2 separate regions of the Sus scrofa genome follow, and region 2 is linked to region 1. Evidence: chromatin contacts called from public Hi-C data. All regions are on one chromosome and are shown on one strand. The core of a region is the stretch at or near the end of the contact, and the rest is flanking DNA. Distances in the headings are between cores, read along the strand shown. Region 1 holds the start of PSMD3 (26S proteasome non-ATPase regulatory subunit 3). Region 2 holds the start of ORMDL3 (ORM1-like protein 3).

The links. Hi-C and Micro-C count contacts between places; a contact is called where the count stands out from the background.
Region 2: a contact with region 1 is called in a Hi-C map of embryonic fibroblasts, with 2.5 times the contacts expected there. The contact joins the promoter of ORMDL3 here to the promoter of PSMD3 in region 1. A contact is called at or near these places in 4 of 47 Hi-C or Micro-C datasets (embryonic fibroblasts, liver and skeletal muscle) and 1 of 2 datasets of contacts at active chromatin or transcription factors (alveolar macrophages).

What each region holds. Positions count from the first base shown.
Region 1 is chr12:22,356,312-22,363,271 of Sscrofa11.1, reverse strand. PSMD3 (26S proteasome non-ATPase regulatory subunit 3) reads left to right here and starts at 2,722. Exons shown (of 12, transcript XM_003131496.5): 1 at 2,722-3,121. The coding sequence starts at 2,902.
Region 2 is chr12:22,408,661-22,415,412 of Sscrofa11.1, reverse strand. ORMDL3 (ORM1-like protein 3) reads right to left here and starts at 4,283. Exons shown (of 4, transcript XM_003131498.6): 1 at 4,134-4,283; 2 at 685-884. The coding sequence starts at 858. LRRC3C (leucine-rich repeat-containing protein 3C) reads left to right here and starts at 6,031. Exons shown (of 2, transcript XM_013979562.2): 1 at 6,031-6,543. The coding sequence starts at 6,350.

The DNA of each region.
Region 1 (6,960 bases), core at 1,473-3,972:
TATTCAGTCTCGTAAAACTGCTGGGTTCATGCAAGCCTCCTCTGCCTAAAGCTGGTTTTTAGCATCTTTCACCAATCTCTTTTAAAATAATCCTTTGGGTGGAATAATTCTTCCAAGGTTTTTGGCCTCAAGAGTCAGACGCTCCCCTTTCTTCACCACCCCTGCCCAGGCTGGTTCCCTCACTCACCAAGAATTCATGACCAAGCGCCAAAGGCTTTGGGTTAAGCCATCCTCCCCCATCCTGGGGCATCTTCCAAGGCCTCACCCTATTGCCCAAGGACATAGTGGGTAGTTATCTGCTGACTTGAGTGTTTTTTCCCTTGTGATGTAAACTTAATAAAGAGGTGAGCTAACACCCTCACCATCCAGAAGGGTAACTTCATAAAGATGAAACACAAAGCCTGTCTGTCTTCTTCCTTTACCATTCTCGCCCACCTTCAGTCACAGATATGATGTTACAAAGAAGAGGCCTACTAGATTCATTCCAGTGATGATTCAAAAGTCCTGATATCCATCTCCCAGCCCCAGGGACGAGGAGGACAGTTAGGGAGGAATTGGTAAAGGCCTCTTTCCCTAAAACCGGAGAATGCACTTGTCCATTTAGCAAATGGTTGTTTAGTACAAGGAGCTGTTTGCTGCAATAGTATAAAGGGGGAGGATACAGAGAATAGTCTCTCTCTGTATAAAGAAGAACATGGCTAAAACATATTCTCTGCCCTCTAGGACCTTACCCAGGGCTAGGTTGTCTTACAGGATCTGACCTGGTCTAAAACTTCCATTTATGGAAGAGACTAAAGTTCCAAGAGGAGTTCCCATCCTGGTGCAGTGGGTTAAGAATTGACTGAAGTGGCTCCAGTGGCTGCAGAGGTGCAAGTTTGATCCCGCAGCCTGGCAATGGGTTAAAGGATCCTGCATGGCCACAGCTGCATAGGTCATGTCTCGGATTCAATTCGTGGTCCGGGAACTTCCATGAGCCGCCAATGCAGCCATAAAAATTTTTTTAATAAGTTCACAAACCTCCCAGGTCACTCTCCCTATCCAGGGTGACCCACTTTCTCTGAGGGCAAAGTAAAACTTGCTGTACACTGAAAAAAAGAAAAAGAAAACCTCCAAGATAGGAAAGGAGTTTTTGTTTTGTGTCTTTTAATAAATTGGAACCTGTATCTTCCTCTTGAAAAATCACTAGAGGATTCCTTTGAAAAATAAGTAGACTGTGTTTCTGGTCCAAATTTTTCCCCTGGGGGATTCTTTTTTATATATATTTATATATATATATATATATATATATATATATATTTTTTTTTTTTTTTTTTTTTTTGTCTTTTTGCTATTTCTTGGGCCGCTCCCGCGGCATATGGAGGTTCCCAGGCTAGGGGTCGAATCGGAGCCGTAGCCATTAGCCTACGCCAGAGCCACAGCAACGCGGGATCCGAGCCGCGTCTGCGACCTACACCACAGCTCACGGCAATGCTGGATCGTTAACCCACTGAGCAAGGGCAAGGACGGAACCCGCAACCTCATGGTTCCTAGTCGGATTCGTTAACCACTGCGCCACGACGAGAACTCCTCCCCTGGGGGATTCTTAAGCCCACCTTAGGTAGACTATTATTCTGTTCCCCATTTCACTACAGTGAAGAGTCTCCATCATCATCTTCCACCCTCTTGTGTCCAGCATCACAATACATGGCAGCCCAGAGCAGAGCTTCCAGCAGACCACGCTCTGGAGCTGTTTTTCTGGGTTGTTTTTTTTCTGGCGCGCGGGGGGGTGGGGAGTGTTGGTTTGCGGGGTTTTTTTTTGTTTTTTGTTTTTGTTTGCTTTTTAGGGCTGCACCTGCAGCATATGGAAGTTCCCAGGCTAGGGTTGGAATTCGAGCTGCAGCAGCCAGCCTACACCACAGCCACAGCAACATGCCAGACCCGAGCTACGTCTGCGACCTACACCGCAGTTTATGGCAACGCCAGATTCCTAAGCCGCTGAGCGAGGCCAGGGATTGAACCTGCATCTTCATGTATATTAGTCGGGTTTGTTACTGCTGAGCCACAAAGAGAACTTCTGGAGCTGTTTTTTTTTTGTTTGTTTGTTTGTTTGTTTTTTCCACCACCCTGCCCCCTGAAATGTGCTAGCCCTGAGCCTCACATAGAGTGGACCCCTAAATTTTACTAAATTATAAGTGATTATACGCAAATGCACTCTCCCCGCATCCGCACTCCCAGGCTGCAGAGATTTTATGCCTTATTTTCAGCACTAGCTAAAATCGGACAAGAAAGTCTGAATCCCATGGGGTTCTTCCTCGTCTCCAATTCGGTGTAGTTTTCAGCCCAACAGCCTAGCTCAACATCCCTTCGCAGCTTCTTTTCTTCTCTCGCGCCAGTTGCATCAAGCGGCGGTTGAGAACTGCAAATTGAGCGAGTTTAGGCATGAAACTCGCCTGGCAACTCGTGGCGTCATCACGCTCTGCGCTTGGATAGACCCTACCCATTTCATCGAAGTTGGGTGCTTAGAGTCCGCAGTGACCCAGTGGGGGCCTGAGGGGACCTCATGCGGACATACATAGAAATACACCGGAAAGGAACACAAAGGAAAAAAACACACAGAAACAGTTCAAAACAAGCCGGACAAACCCCTACAGGCTCCTCCCCGCTCCTCCTCGAAGATCCGCCTCCATCCGCACATCGGCTGTTGATTTTTCTCCCCTTTGTGGACTCGGCAATTGGCCCACTCGGCCTGGCATTTCCCACAAGGCCCAGCGCCGGGAAGGGGTTTGCAGCTGCTCCGTCATCGTGCGGCCCGACGCGAGCCCGCGCTCGTGTGCAGGCCCGGCTCGGTTCCTGGTCTCCGGTGCGAGGATTCACCCGAGGCCCCGGCCTCGGTCCCCGGACTAGGCCGCGACCCCGGGCGCCATGAAGCAGGAGGGCTCGGCGCGGCGCCGTGGCACGGACAAGGCAAAGCCACCGCCCGGCGGAGCGGAGCAGGAACCACCGCCGCCCCCAGCCCCTCAAGATGTGGAGATGAAAGAAGAGGCAGCGGCCGGTGGCGCATCAACCGGGGAGACCGATGGCAAGGCGGCAGCGGCGGCGGCTGAGCACTCCCAGCGAGAGCTGGACACCGTCACCTTGGAGGGTACGAGAGCGCGGGCCGTGGGCATGCCATGACCACGGGTGACAGCGCCGCGGTGATCCAGCGCAGCCTCTACCACCCCTAGTTCGTTGAGATCACCCCCAGGTGCCCGCCCCTACTTCCCTCACACTCCGACCCCAGCCTCACTAGCCGAGCCTTCTCTCCGGGCTCAGGCCCTTCGCACACACCTCTCCGCAACCTGGGGTTGCGTCCAGAACTAGATGTCATTGGGCCCGTAGACTCCCTTTTCTGAATTCTCTCCTCTGACGTTATTACTCCTTTTACACTGATTCTGGCGTCCCCAGTGTATGATTGACCTCTCTAAAAACCAGTGTAGTCATGTGCGAAGGAGGTCAGGATGACGCAGAATACTGGCCCCGAGTTTTAAGAATGGTTTGTTGTCTTAACTACCTTTAGCAAACTGCCCTAAAAGAGCTCTTTTTACATAGCATCTTGCTTCCTAGTTGCTGTAATTGAGATGCCCGCGCGATCCCCTTTGCCCTGTTTCTCCTCCTCTAAGCCCAAACTCCTACTGTTTCTAAAGTTTAAATATATTACACACCTTGTTTGAGTTCCTCGTACTTGCCTTCCACCTAAACAACCCCCAGCCCATTTCTTTTCTCCTCGGCACCTGTTGCCAGTTTCCTATCATTCTCTCGTTCCTCCAAGTTCATATTTCGCTTTTCTTACTCAGAGCTCCCTGTCCACATTCGGAGTGGGTAGAGTGAGAGCTTCTCATTGTGATCTTGATGTTGTTTTTCTGTTCTGGATCAAATAGGACCAGACTATTTATTGATTTTCTCTGTACTTAACTGCATAAGAACCTCGCTCAAAAACATTGAAGTAGGAGTTCCCGTTGTGGCTCAGAGGAAACAAATCGGACTAGGAACCATGAGGTTGCGGGTTCGACCCCTGGCCTCACTCAGTGGGTTAAGGATCCAGTGTTGCCGTGAGCTGGGGTGTAGGTCGCAGACACAGAGTGGATCTGGCATGCTGTGGCTGTTGTATAGGCTGGCACCTACAGCTCCAATTCAACCCCTAGCCTGGGAACCTCCATATGCCATGGGTGAGGCCCTGAAAAACCAAACAAAACAAAAAACACATGGAAATAAGCAAATTGATGCACCTGAGTGGTGTTTTGAGAGTGTGATAGTGTTGACTGCATGAGCTCCTACTCTAAAGTTGGACAGCAGGAGTTCCCGTCGTGGCGCAGTGGTTAACGAATCCGACTAGGAACCATGAGGTTGCGGGTTCGGTCCCTGCCCTTGCTCAGTGGGTTAAGGATCCGGCGTTGCCGTGAGCTGTGGTGTAGGTCGCAGACGCGGCTCGGATCCCGCGTTGCTGTGGCTCTGGCATAGGCTGGTGGCTACAGCTCTGATTCGACCCCTAGCCTGGCAACCTCCATATGCCACGGGAGCGACCCAAGAAATAGCAAAAAAAGACCAAAAAATAAAATAAAATAAAATAAAGTTGGACAGCAGACTTATTATCTAAATAAGATCCTTTTTTGCGGTTTATGAGAGTCGACTATATGCGAAAGTTTCCAAGCCAGTGATCGAACCCACACCACAGCAATGACAATGCCAGGTCCTTAACCTACTGAGCCACCAGGGAACTCTCATGTTTCTTTTAAACACCTCATTTAATATGAAAGCTCTGAAGTAGAAGGGGGTAAAAACAGCCATGGTTAACATTTTTCCCATGAATTTTTGAGCTGTTCTCCCATAATGGAGATCAAGGCTATATAACCAGTTAGGAACAGGGCATAACTAAATACAGATGGGTTTGTGTGCTTTCATGTAACACATCCGTAAACATAGCACTCAGTGTATTCCAGAAACATTTATTGAATACCTGACATAGTGGCAAAGAATATGAGCTCTGAAATTAGTTTTCTTATCTCTACAAATGAAAGTACTAGTGTTTACTTAATTGAGTTATTGTGACGATTCAAATGCTTAGAACTAGGAGTTCCCACTGTGACACAGTGGGTTAAGAACCTGATTGCGACAACTTGGGTTGCTGCAGAGGCACTGGTTCGTTCCCCAGCACAACTCATTGGGTTAGAGGAGCTGGCTTTGGCCCAGCTGCAGAATAGATCACAGCTGCAGCTCGGATTCAGCCCCTCGCCCAGGAACAGCCATTAAAAAAAGAAAAAAGCTTAGAATGGTGCCTAACATAATAAAGGGGAGTTCCCTGGTAGTCTAATAGTTAGGATTCGGCACTTTCATCACTGCACCCCAGGTTCTGTCCTTGGTCTGGGAACTAAGATCCCACGTCAAGCCACCACATGATGTGGCCAAAAAAACCCAAAAACCTAGTAAAACCCTTCATAAATATTAGCTGTTATCATTAGTATATATCATTAATGTGACCCAGGCACCATATGCTGAATTTACAAAGGTAACTAAGAAGCTACCAATTGATTGCACTCCAGTATTCTTAGACATTTGTTTCCATTTTCTTCTATTGTAAACAGTTTTGCACCCATCATCTCTGTGCCCTAGTTTCTCTCTCTCTTTTTCTTTTTTTTGGCCAGGCCCAAGGCACGTGGAAGTTCCTCAGGCTAGGGATTGAATCCGTACCACAGCAGTGATCCAAAGCGCTGCAGAGATAATGCCAGATCCTTAACCCACTGCTCCGTAAGGGAACTCCATCTGTGCCCAAGTGTTTGGTCTGCCTTTATGATTCTTCCTTCCATATAGATCCATAAGTTGAAAGGGAAAGTTTTTGTTTTTGTTTTTTGTCTTTTTGCTATTTCTTTTGGGCCACTCCCACGGCATATGGAGGTTCCCAGGCTAGGGGCTGAATCAGAGCTATAGCCGCCGGCCTACACCAGAGCCACAGCAACGCCGGATTGAAGCTGCATCTGCGACCTACACCACAGCTCACGGCAATGCTGGATCGTTAACTCACTGAGCAAGGGCAGGGACCGAACCCGCAACCTCATGGTTCCTAGTCGGATTCATTAACCACTGCGCCACGACGGGAACTCCTGAAAGGGTAAAGTTTTTGGTAGATATTGTCCAGAAAAAACTGTGCTGATGTACAGTACACCAGCAGAAATGTCCTGTTCACCCTTATGGTCTTTGTTACCATTTTCAAGATATTTCTAGTTTAGTAATTGAAAAAGGTCTTCATCTGCAGTTATCTGAATACTAGTGAAATATATTTTTCACATCCATTGTTTGTTGTTCCTCTTTTTTGTATTGTCCATTCAGGTTCACATTTATTTATTTTATTTTGTTTATTTATTTATTTATTTATTTTTGTCTTTTTTGCCATTTCTTGGGCCGCTCCCGCAGCATATGGAGGTTCCCAGGCTAGGGGTCCAATCGGAGCTGTAGCCACCGGCCTACGCCAGAGCCACAGCAACTCGGGATCTGAGCCGCGTCTGCAACCTACACCACAGCTCACGGCAACGCCGGATCATTAACCCACTGAGCAAGGGCAGGGATCGAACCCGCAACCTCATGGTTCCTAGTCGGATTCGTTAACCACTGCGCCACCACGGGAACTCCCACATTTATTTATTTTAATCAATGTCCATACAGGCTCCTTGTAGAATATGAATCTTTGGTCACATTTGTTGCAGGTATTTTTGTTTACAGTTATTGGGTATTTTTAATCAAGTTCATGGGTATTTTTAATCAAGTTCATCAGTTTTTGCGGATGTGTGATTTCTCCCGTTGTTTACATGTAGAAACTCTTTTCGTATTTGAAGGTCTGATAAACCTCCATGTGTCTGTTTTGTTCTCTTAGTTTTTTTTCCTTTTCTCTCACCCTCTATTCCTTCCCCCACCCCAGCTTTATTTTTCCTTGTCTCCTGGTTATGTTTTTAA
Region 2 (6,752 bases), core at 3,034-5,533, 51 kb before region 1:
ACTCACGGGGAGGAGGCAGGCACACAACCAGCATGGCGGTGCCACCCCTCCAGCCCAGGGCCAGCCTCCCTGGGCCAGCTGGGAGGGGGCAGGCTGACAGGAAGGAACTGGTGCCCTGCTTGCCCACCAAGAGCACCAGGAAGCGAGCAGGCAGTGAGGGAGCAAAGAGGGGCAAGAGGGAAAGACGCTGTGAGATCCGAGCTTGGGAAAGGGGTACTTGTGCCCCGGGCTAGGCACCTGGGGCCTGCAGACTCTTTGGGGCTCTTAGTTCAGCTCTCAATGGCCCATCTTCCAGACCCACAAGCCACCCCATCCTCGAGGTGTGGACACATCTGCAGATCTTTTTTTTTTTTAGGGCCACACCTGTGGCAAATGGAGGTTCCCAGGCCAGGGGTCAAATCAGAGCTACGGCTGCCGGCCTACACCACAGCTCACGGCAATGCTGGATCCTTAACCCCCTGAGTGGGGCCAGGGATCGAACCTGCATCCTCATGGATACTAGTTGGGTTCATTACTGCTGAGCCACCACAGGAACTCCCAACATCTGAGTTCCAATAAGGGGGAGTGGGGCAGAGACAAGAAAGCTGGGTCTGGGGTCTAGTGATGGGTATGTTGTCACCCTGACATGTGGCCCCCGTCTGGGGGGCTCCTCCCCCTCCTTGGCACCCGAAGGCAGGCCCTCACCATGTTGTGGATGAGGTTGGTGAGGGTCCAGACAACGGGGACGCTCACAAAGGGGATGCTGAGCAGCACGACGTGCAGGAGCCCGATGGCCAGCACATAGGACAGCCAGATGCCGCGGCTGTTCATCACCCGCGTGTTGGGGTTCACCTCGCTGTGCGCCGTTCCCACATTCATCCTGCCGCCCCTCTCCTGCTGCTCTTCTGCGGCACAAGCGGCACAAGTGAGACAGGTCATACCACTTTCCCTGCCCCCTCATGCCCTCGGATCCTGCGGGGAGAGAGGCTCTACCCTCCCCACAAACTCTGAGCACGTCTACTGTTTTGATTCTCAAGCAAGTAGACGTAACTCTATTCAGGTCCCACTGCCGGGTTGAGATAAACACAGGCTGCTCCACACATCATCCAATCAGGACGGTGCCTTTCCAGGGACTGGGACTGCCTGGGTGGCCAGATCATCCGAAAGCATCCAGCCCCAGCGCGGGGAAGCCACTGCCCATCCCACAACCTCATCCTCCAGCGGGCCCTCTTCCCACAAAGCCCAAGGGACCAGAGAGGAGGCCTGTCCCCTGAGAATCACTCAGCATGTCCCCTGCTGGACCCATCTCGCCGCGGAGGGTCCAATGTGGGACACTGCCACCTCTGAGGCCCCCAGCCTCCCCATGAGCAGGAATCAAAGGAGGGGAGAGCAGGGAGTGATAGATGAAATATTTGGGGATCACGACTTCTGCCCATCTTCCCTAACGCTCCTATCCTGGGTCTCCCCCCGTCATGACCCAGCAGGACTGGTGGGTAGAAAGAAAGAGAAAAAGAGAAAACAGACTAGAGACAACCTTTGCCTAGACCTGGAAGCCGTCTTCTTGGTCATATGAAAACAACCCGTCCAGATGTTTTACCCATTTGGCAGCCACTCAGCTAACCCTCGTGATGACACCCACTTGGCTGCCACACCAGCAGGGCGCTTTTCTCCACCAGAGGAGACGCAAGGAGGGAGAACGCGGCCAATGGCTCCAGCTCCCACGGGTGGCTGGGGCCCACGTCAACACAGCTCTCCCAGGGACACAAAACCACACCTGTGGCCTCGCTCCTACCCCCTTTCCTCACTGCCCACCCGTCCTCGCCTTGGCCTCCTTGCCCAGCACCTGTTTCCAGGTGTGAGTTAGCACCATGCCTTCCCCTGCCCAGCTCCAAGGGCAGAAGCCCTGCAGCAGGAGGAATCAGGAGGGCTGCCCCTGATGCCCAGGAAACAATGCAGCCCAGCTGCATTCCTGGATGCAGGTAAGAAGGGGAACGAGCAGCCCCTTGTCCAGAGCTCAGCTGTCCCCGGATCCCTGTGACCAGCAGGAGGTTTGAACAGGTGGCACGTTTGTACTGGCTCACCTCCCTAGCTGAGGGAAGATCCTACCTGATAAAGACCCTAAGGTCACTGCCATGGTAACAGCCTCATCTTTCCTGGGGATACAGATGGGGGGATCCTGGAAGCACCCAGAAGGCCACCCCCCTCACCCTGCTGCAACCAACAGACCCACCCGCAGGCTCAGCTGCCCTCAATCTCTGGCTGGGATCAAAGAGCCTGCATGGGAGCTGGAATTCTCAAGGATCGGTTCCCTACTTCCGGGATAATGGGAACGATGTTCTCTTCTTAGGCGGCTCCAAACTTAGAGACCCCAGGGGAAACATGACCCACAACACACCTTGCCAGCATACAAACAGACAAACGACAGCTAGGACACACCCTAGCAGCAGTGATGCTCCTGCGGCCCATCAGCTCAACCCATTAAGCTGGATAATTGGGCCTCACAGAAACCCAAGGAACTAGAAAACCAGGACTGGCTCGGTTGTTTACCTCCCCAGGGCTTAGGGCTTCAGTTACCCTAACACAGCTCTTGGGACACCTACCATGCAAATGCTTCCACCAGGTGGAATGTTGGGGGGGGGAAGAGGGGGAAACTCGCTAAGAAGTAAGGGCTCTGAGGACTTAACTACTGACTAAGGAGAGAGAAAGAGTTCCCTGAGTCTGACCAGAAACCGCTGCCCTCCCCCACTTCTCCCTAACCTTGACCTACAAGGCTGTTAAAGTAGCGAGCAAGACCTCTAGCCCTCCCTGGTATTTTGCCCAGGAGCGCCAAGAGCCTTGCTGAGTCCCAGATCATCCCATACTCCTTCCTGGCTGTAACAGGGCATCCAACAAAGCCTGATGACTCTAGGAAGGACTCAGACCTATGACTTAACCGATTCCCAGGGAAGCTTCTTTCTGCAGCCTGAAACACTAGATGCCCTGAAAGCAGAATACCCCAGGAGACGCCCCCCCCCACCCCCAACAGACAGATGAGGTCAATAAACTAAGAAAATGACAGGCAGCAAGAAGCACTCTTGAGGCTTCTGTGTGACTAAGGCTACATATCACTTCCATTAGTGAAATAACCAACTTCCCCCAGCCCAGACGGGAGAAGTGGGGAGAAGCTGGCAAAGACAGAAAAGTGTACATACAGCAGCTGAGGCTGAAAAGTTCTACTGCCATAGCTGGCAGGTGGCTGTTCGCGTCAGTCCCTGATGTGGTTTCATAACCTGCCTCAAACCAGAGCCTGCAGCAACTCTGTTCTGTTAACCACTTTCTCGCTGGTAGTTCTTTCCTACTCCTTCCCTCTCTTCCCCTCTTGCTCTGAACACAAATATCCCTGCCCAGCCTGTCAGACACCTAAGCCAAGGCCACAGTGCCAGCAGCCAGGTGAGCACTTTCGAGTCTCTCCCCCAAGTCAGGGCAGCAAATCTTTCTCTGGGTGAGGAGCACAAAGCATCCAAGCCTGCAACCTGGACCCCAGCGGGGAGTCCCTGGCAGCACGCCAGAATGCCATTCTCATTCTGCCCACCCCCTAACCCGGAGGGCTACCGTCGCTCGCTTACCTCTCAGCTCTGGCCCTGCCTCCGGGACTCTGGGGGGCAGTGGGAACGGAAAGATGTCGAGTACAGCAGCGAACCCCTAACTAGCAAGGGGAGAGGGCGAAGCGAGGAGGCGGAGTCCTTACTATTGTTGGGGTTTTTCTGAGTGAGACTGCAAGCCGAAATGGGGGGCCTCCGCTCCGTTCCCCAGCCTGGGACCTCTCACTCGGAGCCTGGCCCGGCCTGGAGCCCCACCCCCCGCGTTCACCCAGCCCTGGAAGCTGCCAAACCTTTATCCCCAAAGCCCAGCTGCTCCCCGCCCCCCACCCCCAGCCCGAGCGCTCCTCCTCGACGCTCCATCCCCGGCCTCCAGTCCCCACTTGCCCTTTTCCCCATCCCTTCGAGTGATGCACCCTTCTCGGCTGATGCACCCCCTCAACCTCCGCTCAGCCAGTCCGGGACCCCTCCAGTCCCAGACGCCTCCTTAACAGCCCCCACCTTCTTTCCCGTCCCGCCTGCTAGCCCCCGGAGGCTCCCGGTTAAGCCACTTGGAGGCCGCTCCTCCGGACTCACCGTGCGGGGCCGGACGTCGAGGGCCCGGGAGGGGTGCCCGGGGGCGGGGGCCGCTGCTGCTCCAGCAGCTGTAATAACCCGCGGCGGCAGCCACCCCGCTGGCAGCTCGGGCCGAATCAGCGCCCGGCGCCGGCCCCCATTACGTCACCGCTCAGCGCCTGCCCGCCCGACGCCTCCTGGGAGTTGTAGTTTTTCTCCCCTGCTCCAGCCCAGGCCGCTGGGGCCGCACGGAGGTTTTTAATAGTACGTGCGCGTCACAAAGTTCAGATGGTATCGCCTTGGCGCATAACAATTCCTGCCTTGGCATCCGCGCTCCTGTGGAAATCACTCTTGCCGGGTTTTGCAGATGAAGAAACTTGGAGTTTTAAGTAACTTGCCATAGGTCCCTGCTCGCCCCCAAGCTGGACCCGAACCCAGAAATTCTGACCCCAAGTCAGATATTTTCAATTCCACCTCTCTGCCTCTGCCCTGGCCCTCCGTCAAACGACTAGCCTAGCTGTTTGCCTTGCTGGGCCCTCCTGGAAGCGGGTTTTTTCACGATGTTTTTTAGGATAAGAGTCTGGCGGGTAGAGAACGCAGTCTGTGGGCAGACTGTCTCCTGCTCAGTTGCCTCTGACCCGGGCTGGCCTGGGACCGGCCACATCCTGGGCTTCACCACATTAGATGTGGGAAGAGGACATGTGACTTGGGAAGACTCCCTGCTGAATAACTACAACCCTGAGTCCCAGTCCCAAGTCAGCTGTGTGGTTTGGGGTGGGAGGGTCTCTAGTCTGTAGTTTTCACATCTGCAGGCTCTAAAGGCTAAAGCACAGGTTTCTCCTGGCACAGATTTACCAGGTAGACTTATCAGGCACTCCTCACCACCTGCATAACCCTAGGCCAATAACATCTCTTAATCTCTGATTCCACACCTGTGTAAACCTACCTCTGAGGTTGTGCAAATTCAAAAGAATGTATCTCAACAGAGTTCCTGTTGTGGCTCAGCGGCAACAAACCCAACTAGTATCCACGAGGACATGGGTTCGATCCCTGGCCTCGCTCAGTGGGTTAAGGATCCGGCATTGTGGTGAGCTGTGGTGTAGGCCGCAGACACGGCTTGGATCCCACGTTGCTGTGGTTCTGATGTAGGCCGGGCGGCTACGGCTCCTATTATACCCTGAGCCTGGGAACCTCCATATGCCCAGGGAGTGGCCCTAGAAAAGACCAAAAAAAAAAAAAAAAAAAGTCTTTCCCCCCTCCCCGAAGTGAGCCTGCTTAACTCCTTCACCTTTTCTCTGGGATTCTTCCAGCCTCTCTGAAGTTGATCAGGGCTCTGCTCTTTGCCAGTTTCCTTACTCTCTGTGAAGTTCAGTAACCCAGACTGGATCCACCTCACAAACAAGGGCCGACAAACACATAGTCTAACAGAAAGATTGCTGGATGTGCTGTGCGCTATTAACAGCTTTTGTTATCAGGTCAGTTTTTTTTGTTTGTTTGTTTGTTTGTTTGTTTTTTCACAATGGGAATGAACAGAGTAAATGACTCACACACTACATTCATGGTAAATAGTGGATCACTTTCTGCTTAATTTAGCCTGAGTCTCTGTCATCATCTTTCTTCTCTAGCTCTCTGCCCTCATAATTACTACATCTTCACCAAACATCCTTCAGCCTTTTTTTTTTTTTTTTTTTTTTTGGTCTTTTTAGGGCCACACCCAAGGCACATAGAGGTTCCCAGGCTAGGGGTCGAATCAGAGCTGTAGCCACCGGCCTATGCCACAGCCACAGCAACAGAGGATCCGAGCTGCGTCTGTGATCTACACCATAGCTCATGGCAACGCTGGATCCTTAACCCACTGATCGAGGCCAGGGATCGAATCCTAGTCCTCATGGGTGCCAGTTGGATTTGTTACTGCTGAGCCACAGTGGGAACTCCCCAGGCGCTTGTTAAGTGCTTCACTGCCTTGTTAGTTAATTTCCACAAGCACAGGAAGTAGGTACTGCTCCTATTCTCCTATGGGGAGGAAACAGATTTAGAGGTTTAGGGACTTATTCAAGGTCATTTGGTAAGAAGGTGGCAGAGTGGGTTCCGACCACAATGACTCCTGGTGAGAAGGGTATTGTCTGGGGAGCCACAGCTGGAAGACGTCCTCAGAAGGGGCGGCGATCACGGAGGGGAGCCCAGGACAGGGCGCCCCAGGCAGGGTTTCCGAGAGGTCTTGGGTCAGCCTCAGTGTGATGTTTACCCTTCTCTTTCTAGACCATAAGGCTCCGTTCCGAGTTACAGACAACGTGGATTCAAAGGGAGGTTTGACAGTGAAATTACCTGAAAACATGATGTTTGAAGTGGCCACCTACAGGTCCAGGAAGCACAGCGTCGAGGTCTTGGGGACCCGGATACCCAGGCAACTCCTGGCTGCCCTTGAGAACACGTGAGGCTGGATGTGGGCAGCAGTGGGGAAGGAGGGAAGGAGAAGCCCATTTGAGGCCCCAAGGGCATCTGAGGTGGGGGGACCCCGGCTGGTGCAGCCTCTTGCTCCCTACACCCAGCACTTCCCCAGCCCATTCCTTTCACCCAAGCATGTCCTCCTCGCTCCAACTCGGGCCTCTTTTTGAAGCTTTTGTTTGTTTGTTTGTTTTG